2 separate regions of the Hordeum vulgare genome follow, and region 2 is linked to region 1. A link is a contact called in public Hi-C data. All regions are on one chromosome and are shown on one strand. Each heading gives the region's core, a stretch centred on a gene start, on an enhancer-like site or on the middle of the called end of the contact. The rest is flanking DNA. Distances are from core to core; before and after follow the strand shown.

Region 1 (5,478 bases), core at 2,867-5,366:
ACTGCAATGACCTTTGGTGATGATTTCTTCGTATACCTCGTGGATGATAATCCCACTTCTATTTCAGAAGCGTATGCTTCTCCAGATGCTGATTACTGGAAAGCTGCGGTCTGTAGCGAGATGGATTCCATCATGGCTAACGGGACATGGGAAATCACTGATCGTCCCTATGGTTGCAAACCATTGGGATGCAAGTGGGTGTTCAAAAAGAAGCTTAGGCCCGATGGTACGATTGAAAAGTACAAGGCTAGGCTTGTGGCCAAGGGCTATGCCCAGAAAGAAGAAGAAGATTTCTTTGATACTTACTCACGTGTGGCTAGACTAACCACCATTCGAGTACTACTCTCATTGGCGGCCTCTCGTGGTCTTCTCGTTCATCAAATGGACGTTAAGACGACTTTCCTGAATGGAGAGCTAAATGAGGAGATCTATATGCAACAGCCATATGGCTTTGTGATAGAAGGTCAGGAAGGAAAGGTGTGTAAGTTGCTAAAATCTTTATATGGTGTGAGACAAGCACCTAAGCAATGGCATGAGAAGTTTAATACAACTCTGACATCTGTTGGCTTCGTTGTTAATGAAGCTGAAAAATGTGTATACTATCGCCATGGTGGGGGCGAAGGAGTTATATTGTGCTTGTATGTTGATGACATACTGATATTTGGAACTAACCTCAAAGTAATTGAGGAGGTTAATTCTTTTCTGTCTCAAAACTTTGAGATGAAGGACCTTGGGGTGGCTGATGTTATCTTGAACATCAAGCCTTTGAGAGATGATGAGGGTGGGATTACACTTCTGCAATCCCACTATGTTGAGAAGATTTTGAGTCGCTTTGGATATTCAGACTGCAAAATTTCTCAAACACCATATGATCCTAGTGTGCTTATTCGAAAGTTTAAGGGCACAACTATAGATCAATTGAGATTCTCTCAAATTATCGATTCGCTTATGTACCTAGCTAGCGCAACGAGGCCTCACATCGCGTTTGTTGTGAGAAAACTTAGACGGTTTGTTGCAAACACGGGCGATGTTCATTGGCGTGCTGTTGAAAGAATTATGCCCTACCTGAAAGGTACTGTCAACCACGGACTTCACTATACGGGATACCCATGGGTACTTGTAGGGTATAGTGACGTGAATTGGATCTCTAATGCTGATGAGATGAAGGCCACTACCGGGTATATGTTTACTCTTGGGGGTGGTGCTGTTTTGTGGAAGTCTTGCAAGCAAACGATCTTAACGAGATCGACAATGGAAGCAGAATTAACAACATTAGACACATCTGGTGTCGAAGCAGAATTTCTTCGAGATCTTTTGATGGACTTACTTGTGGTTGAGAAGCCGGTTCCGGCTATCCTTATGAACTGCGATAATGAGACAATTATTGTCAAAGTGAAGAGTTCAAAGGACAATATGAAGTCCAACAAACATATAAGAATGAGATTGAAGTCTGTCAGACGTTTGAGAAACTCCGGAGTGATAGCGTTGGATTACATCCAAACGGCTAAGAATCTGGCAGATCCCTTTACTAAAGGGCTATCACGTGTTGTGATAGATAGTGCATCGAGGGAGATGGGTATGAGACCCACATGAGTTGCCATGGCAGTAACCCAAGCTATATGATCGGAGATCCCGTGAAGTAGTACCTGGGAAAACAAGCCAGTGGTGAACTGAGGAGAGTAACTTTACTAACCCACTCAGTTGGAGATGCAATGCTCTTAGATACTGTATGGTAGGATGACTACTGTCTTAATGTGTTCTAAAGCTTATGTGTAAGCAAGATGATGTCCTACAGAGCGATCTTTGGAGGAACACACCTATATGAGCTTGACTGCTGGTCACAGTCTATGAGATTTGGGTGATCTCTAGTAAACTCATGAATAGGCCAAGAGTGTGACTAATATGCTCCACCCAAGGGGTCATCTTCGGCAGCCTAGTACTAGTAAGACTTGTGGTGAAGCTTATTTACGCCAAACTGACAATTCAAGGCATGGTCCATTGTTCAGTTGTAAAGGAGTGTAGCTGCTTGCTCTAGGTGAAGCTCAACCTTAATAGGTCTTCACTGAAACGCTGGTATATTAAAACAATGATTGGAACGAGGGAACACGATGTGCCCTTGATATCTGGTGGGGGATTATTGAAATTAGTGATGGGCCTTAGGCTCATAAGAGAATTTTAGAAAATCTCCAAAGGCCCATGTAGGTGGTGGCACGACAAGGTGGTGGTGGGAAGTTTAGTCCCACCCCGCTAGTGGAGGAGAAGTTGGACTCCTTTATAAGGGTCTCTCTTCCACATGCTATTGGAGAGTGAGAAGAGAAGGTGCCCTCGCACACTCATCCTCCGGCGCCCGCCTCGCCACGCCACGCCTCGACACGCCTCGCCGCGCCGCGCCGCGGGTTGCGGGAATGAGCCGAGCCGAGCTCATACCTACACGCTTATTTTTGTCAGTCAGGAACGGAGAATACGTAACGGACACGACATGATCCGAGACGTCGGATCGTGGGCTGTTACCGACTCGGACGTGGGTTCGGCCCACATCTCTCCGCCCAGCCGCCTTTATAAGCAGGCTATCGCCTACCCTAGCCGTCACGAGAATCAGATCACATCTGCCTCACGCGTTCGTTCCCTTGGCTGCTGCTGCCGCCGGCGACTCCGTCCCGTTTACCGCGTACATGGTCGACGGGAGAGCAGGCCTCCGAAACCCCGCCTCTCCGGTTCCTGTACGGGAGAGGGACGATTAGGTTTTTGGGGAGCGATCACGCGACTGCTCGCCTCCGTCCATCTGCTTCGTCTACATCCACGTCATCCTCGTCATCGCCATGTCTTCACCATCCGAGGCCGATCGTCTCGCCCTTGAAGCTGAGAAGAAGAGGGCAGAGGATGCTGCTGCTGCTACGGCCGCGTCCAACGCCAACGCTGCTGCTACGGCCAACTGGCCTATTGGAGGGTATGACTTGTTTATCCTCATGTTCGTATTTATCCTAGCAGTACTACTTGCATGCATAGATGTATCAACTATATGCGTAGTATGTGCTAGGTTAGTTTAAGATCAGTACATCATTAGTCTAGTCAATGCCATGCTAGTTATTATCTCGTGGATTAATACACTCGAAAAATTACCTATTTACTCAACAAGAGATTGATCGTGATTAATTTAGATTTATTAGGATAAGGTTAATTAATTTTGATTTGATAAGCCTCTAATTAATTTAAATTTGGTCTTTAGATTGATTGTGATTGTTTCTTTGACATAAAAATATTACTAAATAACTTGCGCACACATGAAAAGCTCTGACTCATTAAGTTTTGTTTTCTCGTTGTGATAAAGGTGAAGCGGAAAAAACTAATAAAAAAGGATGGTGAAAGGTGAGGCGAAAAAAAATCAGGCGAAGGTAGAAAGTGATGGGAACAAATCCATGAAACGGAAGTTATCAAGTCTCGCTTTAGGCTTTAAAAACAGAGATAAATGCCAAATTTTTTGCATGCACAAGTTGTGTTAGGACACGAGAGGACAGTGGAACAGCCATGCGAAATGCTTGATTGAGAGCGATGTACATCCGCACCAGCCACCAGCGGGCGAACAGACGAAGATCGGTCCATTACTGTTAGGCAGTAGGCATCGATCACCACATGTATTTCCAAACGGCGACTGTACTACTATATGGAGTAGAACGGAGAAGCCGCCGCTAACCTGACACGGCCATACCACTGCTCTGATCCAAAGCATGGCATTTCGTCGTCCTATCAGACAAACTGTGAGGGTATAATTAGGTGGCGTATCAGTACACCACTTTATCACGCCCCGTTCTTTCGCAGGGCCGCAAGTGGAAGGGACTGGATAGGATCAGGGCGTACACGCTCGTAGTAATATATGAGCAGCATGCTTCACTTTTGTTACGTACACGAGGAGAGGACCATCAATCATAAACCATAATGTCAATCATAATGTGCACTTGCACCTACTGTCATGACGTTACAACTCAACTAATCTTCCCTCCCTCCCTCCCATCTTTATCCCCTTCCTCTTCCCAAAACAACGCCCATGCTTCTCGCACCGCCACCCCAAAACAATTGGTACAAATTGTTCCAGTAGTACGTACGTGTACCAGCAGTACTGCTTGGTCATCAGAATGCAGAGTGTACGTGGTACTACTATCAAAACTCGCGATACACCCCTACGAGGGCGGTAGCCAAGTACCGCGCATCACCAGGGACCTATCTGCACACGAAACTACACAAGCTACTCTCTGCCTCGGCGCACTCGCACACTCCTTCCCCTCCTGCCTCCCTTTCCCAGATCCGACCAACACCCCCTCCCCACCGTCGGCCCGCCCTCCCTGCCATTCCCCGAACTCGCCACCCCGACTCACGCCGGTCGTCGCCGTCGTGTTTGGCGGAGGAGCAGGCGGAGGCGCTGGCGGAAATGGAGGCGGCGCTGGAGGCGGCGCGCTCCAAGGACACAAAGGAGCGCCTGGCAGGGGTGGAGCGGCTGCACGAGGCCCTGGAGGCCGCGGCGCGGCGCGGGCTCACTGCGGCCGAGGTCACGGCGCTCGTCGACACCTGCATGGATCTCACCAGGGACGCCAACTTCCGGGTCGCGCAGGGCGGCCTGCACGCGCTCTCCGCCGCCGCCGTGCTCGCCGGCGACCACTTCAAGATCCACCTCAATGCCCTCGTGCCTGCCGCCGTCGAGCGACTCGGCGATGGCAAGCAGCCCGTCCGTGACGCCTCGCGGCAGCTCCTCGTCACGCTCATGGAGGTCAGCCGTCGGCCTCTGCATTGTTGCCTTTTGCAATCGATATGGTCTGTGCTCCTCCGAGTCGGGTTCCGGGGGAATGTGGGTTCCATGCTTCCTGGGTGGGCAATGGAATATACTTCGAGCAGAAGATCTCATGTTCCGGCATATCCATGTGTGTGTTCAAGTGGATGACATAGTGTGGAATTGTTATGTTTTAGACTCCAATGGAATACCAAACTTGAGTTATGATGAAGCGTCGCTTACATTCATACAAGGCGAACTACCTTGGTTGCTCATCTGAATTAGCAGTGCATGGGGCGATGTGGTCTGGTCTTTTCTCTAGGTGGGCGAGCCTGTTTTCTTATGTCAGTGTGCGTATAAGCTATTAAAGTAGACCTAGAATATGTTTCATCCGTGGTATTCTATGGGAGTGGGAGCGCCTTCCGGAATACTACAATGTTGGCCTGCCCTCTGCTTTTCTATCCTTGCAAGACATCACCATTAGGTTTCTACTACTACAGGGACCAGGCGTCTCTGCTCCTGTCTCAAAAAAAAAACAACCCCCATTTCGGTGGAATTCTAATGATAACTAAGTGAATTAGATTATAATTTCTCTTTTCTAGTGAAATGAACATGCTTTACCTTACCTGTGGCCGAGTGCTGGAATATTTTGACTAAATGGAGGCACCAGTTTGGACTTGCCCGATAGCACTCTTTATTCAGTTAATGCTTACTTGACA
Region 2 (5,734 bases), core at 3,204-5,703, 450 kb before region 1:
TTCTTGCTTGGTTTGAGGAACATATTGGGTTGGTCCACCACCAATCCTAGTTTAGACTCCTGCCTTTTCTTTTTATTAGTAGAGATTTGTCTTTGCTCTCTCCTTTCGAATGAAAGTGGTGCTTGAGGTGCCCCCTCCTTTACTGCCTTGACTTGCTATATAATTATACCCCCTCCGTCCCAAAATAAGTGTCGTTGATCTAGTACAAAATTTGTACTAATTTAGTACTAAATCTGCGTCATTTATTTTGGGACAGAGGGAGTAATAAATAAGGAGCAATGATACTGTGCCATAAAAAACCACGAACCAGAGTTTTTGTTACCTTTTACACCGATTTATAAGTTCTCCATTGTATTCTAAATACTGGCAAATCAGCTTTTAATTAGTTCTAACTATTATTTGTTTTTGTTTTATTTCCTTTCTTCCTTCAGGTTTCAAAAGTCTCGGATATTATATCTGTTGGCCAAGCGCTCTCATTGACATGCATTGGACAGGACGTGAGGGGTAATATTAAACTTTCACTCAAAGCAAACCATCCCCATCGGCCTGCAAAGGAGTTAGCAAGTGAGGATGCTACTTTTTTGCCAAGTCAAGACCTTGTTGGTTGGGCCGCCGTTGAGAACATGCCCAGCAAGGATGCTGATGTCAAGTCATCCAATAGCATAGAGGGAGATAACACAACTGAGGAGACACCTGCATTTTCTACTCCTGCAGTTATAATTCGCAGTGCTGCTGACTGTGATGCTCAAGATGTTGCAAATGGTCCTACAAAGAAACGTTCAAAGGCGGCAAGTTCTAAGGTTGCAAAGCCATCCCCCAGAGTATCTAAACCAACCAAAGAACTTCAGGAGGCTAGGAAAGCTAGCCCTAAGAAAGCATCAACTACGTCAATTGTCAAGAAAAACAAGAAAGCGAAGGCTGATGATTCTGCAAGTAATGAACTCGATGCCGTTCCAGAACATGAAGCCATTGCAGAACAGGAAATAAGCAACACCCTGAAGCATTCCAGTCCCAAGAACTTCCGCTCAGGTTCTATAAAGCTGGGCGACGTAGTTACTGCAAAGGTTTACCAAATAAGGGCCTATGGATTAGTACTTGAGCTGAGTGATGGAGTTCGTGGAATGCATAAGTTTGCGGTAACTTCCTACCCAGCTCTCTGGTGTTCTATTTTGGTTAATGCTGCCGCACACATTATTTCATACATTGTTCAACTTATTGAACCCATTGTGGTAATGTCATCTTTTGGTCTTTGGTGCTGAAATTCGGGTGAATATTTTTGCAGGAAAATAGCCAGACTAACTTTGAGGTTGGAGAGGAAGTGCTTGTGAAATGCGCGACTTTCAGTGCCAAGGGTGTCCCAGTCTTCTCATTGCTTGATTAGTAAAATTTTGATGGGGCTAATTTGCTCACCTCTAGAGCTCTACAGAGATACACTTGTAAATGTGTAGTAGTTAATCCACTGACTTAATAAACATGGGAAGCAGCGAAGCAGCCTCAAATTTCGTTGGAATGCTGCGCAAGTTTGTGCTTTTGCAGCCGTCGTGAGCATTTTGCTCCTGCATTTTTACCCTTCTAGCATGCAACCATGCATACGAGGAGGCAGGGAAAATTTGATCATGTGACTCGGCTGAAACATACGGACTATATGCAGCTTGTCCAACTTTTGTTGTGACTCAGCTGAATGCATGATTTTTTTAATTTGTATTATATCCATGCCATTTGTATGCAGCACTAATAGCTCTTACTTGGTCAACTATCTTTTTTTCTTTTTTTTTAAACACATCACATACACACAAGTACACCCACTCTTATGAGCTATGAACGCACATACCTGCCGTTACGAGCAAACTATTTCTGGCCAAGCACAAGTGACATCGATGGATGAGGAGGATTAATAGTACCAACTCAAAATAAAATAAAACAATAGTACTCCAAGCTGAGGAGTGAGATGAAATGCCACGACAGTCCACACAAGCTAAGCTGTTGTTGTGTTGACCGAGAGAGCAGCACTGGTCTGGATAGCAGTGGTAACCAGTTAGCTAAAGAGGACCCTCCTGGTCCATGGCGAGTATGGTGCTGAGGTTCATGGGGTGCATGTAGTCGGTGGACCCATGCATGAACTGGGCGACGATGATGCGGTTGGCCCGCTCCGTCGGGTGGAAGGCGTCCCAGAACGCGTACACCTCCCGGTTGGCGCACACGTTGGACGCCGCCGTGCACAGCCCGATCCCGTTGTACGGCCCCTGCCCACAGCACGCCACCTTCACGTCCGTGAACCCTGCACGCACGCAACACCGCAAGAACCTATTACTACTGTAGTTTGTTGACAACGATCACACGGCAGCGTTCGACCGTCGCTCTGGCCGGCTGCAACGCAAGCAAGCACGCACGTACCGTAGCTCTGCGGGCTGGCGAGGTAGTCGAAGTTGGCGCGGTAGGTGTTGGCGGAGACGAAGACGTCGGCGCCGGCGTCGCGGTTGAGGCCGCGCACCATGTCCACCAGCTGCGGGTTGAAGAGGTCCACGGCGCGGTTCAGCTCCGCCGCGCACTCGCCGTTGCCGCTGTGCTGCGCCAGCTCCGCCGGCACGCACCCCAGCGGCCCCGTCCCCGTTACGATCACGCGACGCGCCCCAAGCTCGTACAACCTCTGCACGGGCCACGGTGTCAAGTACAGTAAGTCACGCGGTGTCAGCTCGTCCATCGGCGCGTATGTCACTCTTGGAGTCTTGGTATGGCATGGAAGGCGGGTGAAGTGGATTCGAGAAGCTGCTGCACTGCACCGCACATGCATCGTACGTGCTGCAGCGCGCCAGGAGTGAATGCTGCAACTGCCATGGGTCGCCATGTGTATACGGCTGTCTTTACCCTGCACGTATGGTAATACCCTTTGCTGGCTCCATTTATGCTTGTCTTTACAGCTTGGGGCAAAAGGCGTGTGTGTGGGTGTACACGAGAGAGGTTTCATGCCGCATGTGCGGGTGTACACGGTAGAGTTATGACCGGTTGACTTTGACTGGTGGGTCATGAACTGCTGCAGCCTGGCTGGTCTATGTTTTGTCATGTGCTCAAACTTATTTCACGAACAGTACTCGATCGTTGGAACTGTAGAGTCAATCTGGCGTCCATTTATGTAGAGGTCTTCCTTCTTGCTTCATTTCGGTCATAACTCTACCGCAGCGTGCACAAAATCTGCCATGTTAGGTTGCAGCTGGAGCAACATTTTTTTTTTTGTATTGCAATGTGCACAAATCAAAATAGTACCAAATCTGTCGGTCTGTCACTCTATCATATGTGTCATGACAGTTAGCACTTGCGTTTTTTATCCCATCTGTCTTGGTGCTAGATACTACTCGTAGTACACATACAGTAGCTACTGCTGCTGCGCATGTCAGTTTGCAGTTAAGCAACACACTCACTTAAACGTACTTTCTAGTAATTCTTAACTTATAGAGTAGTACTTAGTGCATTGTGCACGAATTAATATGAAACAACATTTTAACTGTAAAGTAAGTAACTGCACGGGACTTACCGCAAGGATTTTCCTGTACTCCGAGACGATGTAGCGGACGTAGTCCGGGAGCGCGTACTGGCGAGACCGCATGGACATGGGCACCAGGTAGTAGTTGTTGACGAAGTCGTTGCCTCCCAATGTGATGAGCACGAGAGCCCCGCTGACAAGCCTCGCCGCCTGCTCCTCGCCGGCGAATGCCCTCAGCTTGCGCTGGTACTCCCCGAAGTAACGCAGCTGATCTCCGATCCTAATTATATTCACCTGCTCCATCCGTCATGCACATGCCATCATACATAAGCCGTCAAATGCATGCTAATCTGTCAGGGAAATGTGAGGGCGCGCTGAGCTGAGCATTATTCATATCTCTCGTAGAGCACGTACAAACTGCACTCCCGTGTCGTTGAGGATCCCAACGCCGGCCGACGCGAAGTTGGCGCCGACGAGCAGCTTCGCCCCCCGGAGCTCCGGGCTCAGGTACGGCAACGCAGGCTCCGCCCCGAGGTGCTCACCTGAAGCAATCGAAATATCAAATGGCAGCGTCACGTGGCATGTTGTTACGTACTCCAGTTGGAGTTCAACAAGGAAATGAGGCATGGGGTGTATTGTATTTTACTGATGATGTCGGGGATGTTGAGGCCGTTGGAGAAGCGGCCGGTGGGGCGGTGCGATGGGAAGTCGATGCCGTAGGGCGGCGCGTCGGCGCGCGCCGTCGTGAGGAGGTAGTTGTTGTTGCCGTTGTCGACGAGGGAGTCGCCGAAGACGAAGAATGCCCGCGGCGCCGCGGAGGCCGCCGGGGCACGCGCCGCCGCCACGACGAGTAGTACCACGGAGACGAGGAGAGGAACGAGAGCGCCGCCCATCTGCTCGCGCGCGACGTACGGACGCTTTGAGATTTGGAGAGAATAGATATGCACGGGTGGCTAGGCTACGCGCGCGCTGGGAAACTGAGAAGGTGGCGATCGAATGTGCGCTTTATTATACAGGCCGTCTGGGCAGCTTGATGGACAGACAGACACCCTCGGAAATCCGTAGATGCGAGGTGGTTGGGGGACGGGTAGGTAGGTGGAGCCTCGTGAGACGTGCGCTCGATCCGTAAAGCAGCGTGTGACTGCGGCACAGGTTGTAGAAGCCTTTGTGCCCGCGAAAGGAGGGGGGTTGCACGGCCGGTACGTGCCGGTATTTAGCGTTCGTACAGAGGAAAATATGCTTTAATTCACGGCTGTCTCGTTTGCTGGTTGGTGGGAAGAGAATTTCAGTTATCATGAGTATAGCTACGCTACTAAGAAAAAACCTACTAAAAGAAATTGTTCACATGATGGGCAATTAACACGACATGTGCACCGAATAGAGGGCAGCGGCGCGACTGACCAGTCTACGCGTCTGATGGCGATGATGCAGCGGCGCGGCTGACCAGACTACGCGTCTGATGCCACACGCGAGGAGACCGCCCGCCGCGCAACTAAGCAGACCCGGCGTCTAAGAAGTCCCCTATTCTTTTAGGGTTTTGAAGTCCTCGGGTGCCCGTCGCCACAAGTTGGTTTTTTTATCTCTTTCTGATTGCCTTCGCGATCGGGAGACTGTATCTCCTTGCTTGGGGCTCTCGTGTTGCCGATCCATGGCGGTGTCTTCGAGTGCTGGAGTTTCCCAGGGTAATGCGAAGATAGATCCGAGTAAGCTTCTGGAGCGCTTGCATCCGGAGGAAGATGAGTTGGACAATTTGGTGTGGGAAGACGAAGTTGATGATCCAGGGGACCAGCTGAAGTGGCTCGCCCTCGCACACGTACTAACGGAGAAGAGCTTTAGCCAAGGAGTCCTAATTGACGATATGAGGGGTGCCTGGAACCCGACACGAGATGTGGTCTGGAGGAGGGTAAACCCTAACTCATTCTCCATACAATTTAATTGCCTAGTTGATTGGAACAAAGCGATCCATCAAGGTCCGTGGGACTTCCGCGGATCAGCGCTGATAATTGCGGAGTATGATGGGTTCTCCAGCCCAGAAAGCATCACACTTGATCAGATCGAAACTTGGACGCATATTCACAAACTTCCTGATGGAGTGCTGAGGAACGAAGGGTTCATGCAGAATATGGCATAGAGAATTGGGGAAGTTTAGGAGGTTCCGATTAAGCTCCCTAATGGCTGCATGGGACAGTTTATTAGGGTTCGAGTGAAGTTGGACGTCAACAAGAAGCTTACTCGCTTTGTGAGCTTCTCAAAGGG

Evidence for each region. A called contact is a pair of places that touch in the nucleus more often than the background predicts.
Region 2: a Hi-C map of leaf shows a contact between it and region 1, with 3 times the contacts expected there. The contact joins the promoter of LOC123406001 here to the promoter of LOC123403800 in region 1. A contact is called at or near these places in 4 of 6 Hi-C or Micro-C datasets (leaf and seedling) and 1 of 1 datasets of contacts at active chromatin or transcription factors (embryo).

Annotation. Positions count from the first base shown.
Region 1 is chr6H:367,420,791-367,426,268 of MorexV3_pseudomolecules_assembly, reverse strand. LOC123403800 (CLIP-associated protein-like) reads left to right here and starts at 4,116. Exons shown (of 21, transcript XM_045097716.1): 1 at 4,116-4,759. The coding sequence starts at 4,424.
Region 2 is chr6H:367,866,164-367,871,897 of MorexV3_pseudomolecules_assembly, reverse strand. LOC123406001 (GDSL esterase/lipase At5g33370-like) reads right to left here and starts at 4,453. Exons shown (of 5, transcript XM_045099504.1): 1 at 4,125-4,453; 2 at 3,893-4,020; 3 at 3,530-3,772; 4 at 2,395-2,647; 5 at 1,833-2,278. The coding sequence starts at 4,371. The coding sequence ends at 2,040. LOC123405999 (polyribonucleotide nucleotidyltransferase 2, mitochondrial) reads left to right here. Exons shown (of 16, transcript XM_045099503.1): 15 at 432-1,136; 16 at 1,283-1,510. The coding sequence ends at 1,381.